2 separate regions of the Canis lupus genome follow, and region 1 is linked to region 2. A link is a contact called in public Hi-C data. All regions are on one chromosome and are shown on one strand. Each heading gives the region's core, a stretch centred on a gene start, on an enhancer-like site or on the middle of the called end of the contact. The rest is flanking DNA. Distances are from core to core; before and after follow the strand shown.

The links. A called contact is a pair of places that touch in the nucleus more often than the background predicts.
Region 1: a contact with region 2 is called in a Hi-C map of amygdala, with 8 times the contacts expected there. The contact joins two enhancer-like sites. A contact is called at or near these places in 3 of 9 Hi-C or Micro-C datasets (amygdala, blood and skin fibroblasts).

The regions. Positions count from the first base shown.
Region 1 is chr21:37,613,884-37,616,583 of UU_Cfam_GSD_1.0, reverse strand. All of the region lies in intron 8 of SPON1 (spondin-1), which reads right to left. Among named protein-coding and RNA genes, the nearest start is that of RRAS2, 110 kb to the left of the region's middle. Within about 2 kb of position 1,368, at least 4 of the 20 cell types and tissues checked have an H3K27ac peak or open chromatin away from gene starts, as enhancers often do.
Region 2 is chr21:37,226,175-37,228,874 of UU_Cfam_GSD_1.0, reverse strand. It overlaps LOC119864898 (a long non-coding RNA gene), which reads right to left. Exons shown (of 3, transcript XR_005375372.1): 2 at 348-483. Among named protein-coding and RNA genes, the nearest start is that of FAR1, 100 kb to the right of the region's middle. Within about 2 kb of position 1,259, at least 2 of the 20 cell types and tissues checked have an H3K27ac peak or open chromatin away from gene starts, as enhancers often do.

The sequences.
Region 1 (2,700 bases), core at 119-2,618, 390 kb before region 2:
TTATCCGTTTTCTAGCAGAGAGAGTTGATCTGGCCATATCGTATAACAGAGTATATTATAAATCATGATAATTAAAACGGTGTCATATTCAGGATAAGAAAGAAATATAAATGAATGGCAAAGACTGGAGATCCCAGAAACTTTAGATAAGGTATCATACAAAGGAGACTTCACAAATAAGGAGGGGGAAATGGGAAGGTTGTGCAACAGTGGGGCTGGGCTAACTTAACTGCAATAAAAAAATAAAAAAGGGGGATTCGCATCTAATCTCGTACGCCAAGATAAATAAATTAAAAAAAAAATCCAGAGCTACATAGAAAGCAACCAGATTATAGGAAAAAAGTTGTTTACAGATCTGTGAGAGAAATGTTAATTTTCTCAGCTTTGGAACAATAAAGCAATCACAAAAGTAGCTAATTGAATTATCCACCAGCTAAAGACATCTGTGTAATGAAACAACAGTGTCGAATTAGAGAAAAAAATGGCAGGTTGACAAAAACGTCTCCGTGCAGTGTGGCTGACAAATGTGACTATCTGTGTATGTCCAGAGCTGGTCCAGATCTGCCAGAGAGACACCACCACCGTCCCAACAGATACAGGACGGCTCTGAACAGACCGTGCACACTGGAGAAATGAAAAAGGAAGACCAAGTGAAGACACGGAGAAGTGTTTCGCCTCTTTTACATTCGGAGAGGCAGTGTGGCGTGTCAAGAAGAACACAGGCTATTGGAAGAGGCGGCTGGATTTGAATCCGGGTTCAGCCACTCGCTAAGCTCTGTGCCAGGCTCTTACCCCAGTGCTCTTTGCAAAATGGGAGCATCCTCATGCCGGCCCAAGGGCTTTGTGCGAGGCAACTGCTTGTGGTCGTGACCAGCACATCACAGGATTTGGTAAATGTTGGTTTTCTACTCCTTGAAGCTTTTCCAAACAGAACTTTGAAAAGCACCATAAAAGAAAAGAGGCAGTAGGGGACTTTTACGCTCCTTCTAAGAACTTGTTATTCCTTCTGAACCTGAGCCTCACTGGTGAGACTCCAGTCGCTGGCCGTTCAGATCCCTCATGCACTGGGTTGGGGCTCTCCTGTATTTCAAATAATCCCCAATAAAGAGCTTTCAAAGTTGCAGAAACTCAACCAAAGCACTAGAGGGCACCCGAGCCACGCGCTAGGCTGGACCCCCGCGTCGGGGGAGGCAGGTTTGAGCGCGGTTTCCTCGGGGAAAGCTGCTGCTAAGCCGGAGGCATCTAGGACTCCGGTCCCCCGGGGCAGGTTAGGCCTGCCTCCTGCCCCTCGGGTCCAAGGCCAGTCTCTGCAAGACCGAGGACACCGACAGAGCTGGGCAAGTGCCACAGGAGGCAGGGAGGGCCGGGAGACCTTCAGCCCTGATCCGAGAGGCAGAGACAGACAGACAGACAGACAGAGATGCCTCTGTCCTCGTGGGGCCATTTGCCTGGCGCTGGCCCTGCAGGGGCAGGATTTCTGGAGAGGGCGACCAGGGTCTCTAATCCACCCTCCCATCTGTCTGGGACACGGAGATGCTTGTCTTATTAAATATGAATTAAACAGAGTGGCTGGGAATAATGAAGGGGACTGTAGTCCCTGCCAAGATTCATTAGGACAAAAAAAACTATTTTGAAAAGTTCCAGGGATTCCTAGCATTCGGATTAAACCGGAGGAGTGGTGGAGATCCAGAGTCGATTTGCAGGAAACCTGGTCACTTTCTACCCTGGCGCCCGCGGAACTCGTGAAGGATGTGGGGTGTGCCCACAATCTGCCCTTTCTGTCTCCTCCTGCGCTCCGGCCTGGAGCTACGGCGGGGTTTACTGAGCTAAGCAAGGCAGCAGCGCACTTGTTGGGTCAGGGCTGTCCTTGGGGAGGTCGGTCCCGGGGAAGAAGGGGAAGATCATTGAAAAGCAAGTCAGTTTCACCGGCAGGACCTCACAAAGTAGGTCACCCCGGCTTTCCACTGGCCCAAGGGAGGCTGGCATCCCATTAACCTCAATCGGGCAGGCTCAGTGACGAGGGGCAGGGCTCTTTCTGCAAAACAAAACTTGGCTGCGTGGAGGCTTCCTCATTTGACTTCCTAATGAGATCTGGAAGAGGAATGGGGGTGCTGGGGTCCGGGAAAATCAAAGGAGAACTCCTCTCCCTTACCAGGCTGGTAGCACTAAGTGGCGAGGGACGGGGTGTTCGGGCCGTCCGAAGTGTTTGCCAGCAATTAATTCTGTTCCACTGGGGTCTCAGCAAGTCTGAGGGATGGGCGAAGGGTGAGAAGGTGTCCCCAAGTTTTTTGGTGGGTCCCCCCCCCAATTTTTCAGAAAGTCTCTCCCATCTTAAAAAAGGCAAAAAAAAAACCAACCAAACAAAAAACCATCACAAACTTCATGGACTCTTTCATCTCCTTCTTAGAGCCACTGCTTGGTCTCCCTTCGTGCACAGCAAACCGCACAGAAGACCTGTCTATACGCGCTCCCTCCATGAACTCACTTTCTGTTCACATTCCACCTGCTCGAGGCCTCTGGCCGTTGGCAGCAGGAAGGGTTCTCAGTAACGTCACTGGCGTTCGTCATGTTGATCCATCCAAGCAGCACCGGGCAGCCCTCGGCTTACTTGACCTCTCAGCCACCGGGCGCAGCTGCCCACTCTCTCCTCGAACACTTTCTTCCCTTGGTTCCCCTCCGATACCAAGCTTTCTGCCCCAA
Region 2 (2,700 bases), core at 10-2,509:
CAGCCACCCATCTAATAGCTTATGACATTTGGAGAATCTGGTTTCTGAGCCACACTTTTTATCTGCTCATGCTATCTGAGCAACACTATTTATCTTGCATTTAAATAAAGGAATGGAAAAAGATGCATCTTGCCAGCTTATATATTTTGTTTGGCTGGACAGCGCTGTTTGCTGTTAAAATTTAATTCACTGCAAACATTTAGAACTCGCAAAATGTAGGGCTTGCTTCTCTTAAACTGGAGCCACATCGTGCCTATTTCCCCACATGGTGACAATAGGCCGAGCTGAGTCCCTGCTGCTGCCTATGCTCCTCCACCCTCCCCCAGGTCACTAGTTTTGTTACCCACCCGGCCCATGGAGGCGTGTGAATTTGCAATCAGCCAGTGAATGTAGCTCTGGCCACCTAGCCTCTCCAGTGGCAGTTGGCAGGAGTTCTCGAGTCAAGAAGCACTGAGTCAGGGTGTCCTGCTCTTCAGTCTTGTCCTGGTATTTCAAACATACATGAAAGCGTGTCAGTGGTCAGGTGGTCTATTACTAGGACTTTGCTGCCTTAGCGTTACACCTTTAGAGCTAACTAGGCAAGATGGTGGAAGAGGAGGGGTCCTCATTTCATCCGATCCCCTAAATTTAGCTAGATAACAATCAAACCATCCTGAACACCTATGAATTCAACCTGAGATGTAAACAAAGAACAGCTGGAACTCTACAAATAGAAAAGTGACCACTTTTTGCTAGGTAGGAGTGTGGAGAAGAGAAACAGAAGGGATATATGGGAAGATAAACAGTGGGAGGGGGAGTCTTTGTAAGCCAGCTGCAGGAAAGTGATACAACCCTGGGGCTCAAAGTTGGGACCTTTAGAAATCTGCTCCTGTGAGAGCCTTCCCTGCCTGAAAGGTGCTCAGTGGTGAAGTGGGGCAGAACCGCAGGTGGGACAGTGCGGTCTCGATATTCCAGGAAGCACAGAAAGAACAGGGATGCCTGAGCCAGCAGAGCTCCCAAGCATTGGAGTGGGGAAACCGGTTTAAGTCAGTGAGCCTGGGAGACGGTTATGTGCTGTGCCATAACCGTGAACCATGGACGGATCAGGTGATCGCTCTCCATGTCAGGTCCCTGCAAAGGACTAAAACACAGCAACCCTCCACCTTCCTCAGGGAGAAGTGCAGCAGGTGCACACTTGATCGGGTGAATGCTCTCCATACCAAGGCCTGGCAATGGACAGAAACTGGGTGACCCTCCACCTCCTCCAGGAACTATGGAGTGGGTGCACACAGGAGCAGGCAAAGGCTGTCCCTGTTGAAACCCTACAAATTGCACAAATTAGTGTCCCCCTGCCTGCCCCTGGGGAAGATCCGAGTGGGTGAGCACCATAGAAGTCTGCAGAGTTTGGCACACACCCAGATCACTCAGCTCCAGGCCAGGGCTGGAGATCCGGGTACAGCCTTTTTTTTTTTTTTTTTTCTCATTTCATCATCAAAAGAGGCCTGGAAAGCCTTCAAGGAACTAAAGCCTCACACAGCAAACAGCTTACAGTGAGCCTGGCCCAGAGGCAAGAGTAGTGCAACTCCACCCAGGCACAGACACCTGAGAATCAGCACAGCAGGCCCCTCCCCCAGAAGGCCAACTGGAAGAACAGGGCAACAGCAAGTTTACTGACCAAACAGCCCTGGAAAGTTCCAGGGCTGAGGAAAAATAGTATATAGAACTTGAGTTTTTTTTTCTTATGGTTCGTTTATCTTTCCGGTTAAAATTTTCCATTATTTTTTCTCTTTTTCTCATCTCAACTAGTTTCTTATTTTATCAACTCATTTTTAAGTCTTTTCCAACTTTCATATTTTACAATTTTGTGTTATAGATATATTCTTCATTTTTGGCTTCCTTTCACTGTATTCAATTTTATTTTTGTACATATATGTTTTACTTTTTTATGATTTTTGAAAAAGATTTTATTAATGAAAGACTCAGAGAGAGGCAGAGACACAGGCAGAGGGAGAAGCAGGCTCCCTGTGGGGAGTCTGATGCAGGAATTGATCATGCCCTGAGCCAAAGGTAGTTCCTCAACCACTGAGCCACTCGGGTGCCCCCCCTTTTTTTATAATTTTGGAATTTAATATCTTATAACACACAAACCAAAATACACTCAGAACCGGTGGGCCACCCCATTTTGTCCACCCTGTGAGATTATATTGTCTCTCCCCAGCCTCATTCCCCCCCCACCTATTTTTTTTTAAGATTTTATTTATTTACTCATGAGAGAAAGGCAGAGACCTTCCAATAATTCCAATAATATGGATGTTACTTTCTTTTTTTCAAACTATTACTTATTTCTCAGAGCCTCTCCTGTGGGCTCTTAGTTTTTATTCTCTTTTCCTCGGCTTCCTTCCTTTCCATCAACTTGTCTTCCATGTCACTTATTCTCTCTTCTGCCTCATTTATTCTAGCTGTTAGAGCATCCAGTTTAGACTATACCTCAGTTAGAGTATTTGTAATTTTAGCCTGATTAGATCTTATTTCTGCACTAAGAGATTCTTGAGTCTTGTATCCTTTTTTCAAGCCCAACTAGTAACTTTATCATTGTAATGCTGAACTCCATCTCCAATATTTTAGTTAAGTCTATATCCATTAAATCTGTGGCAGAGAGTATCACCTCTGCTTCTTTCTTTTGTGGTGAATTCCTCTTTCTAGTCATTTTGTCCTGTGCAG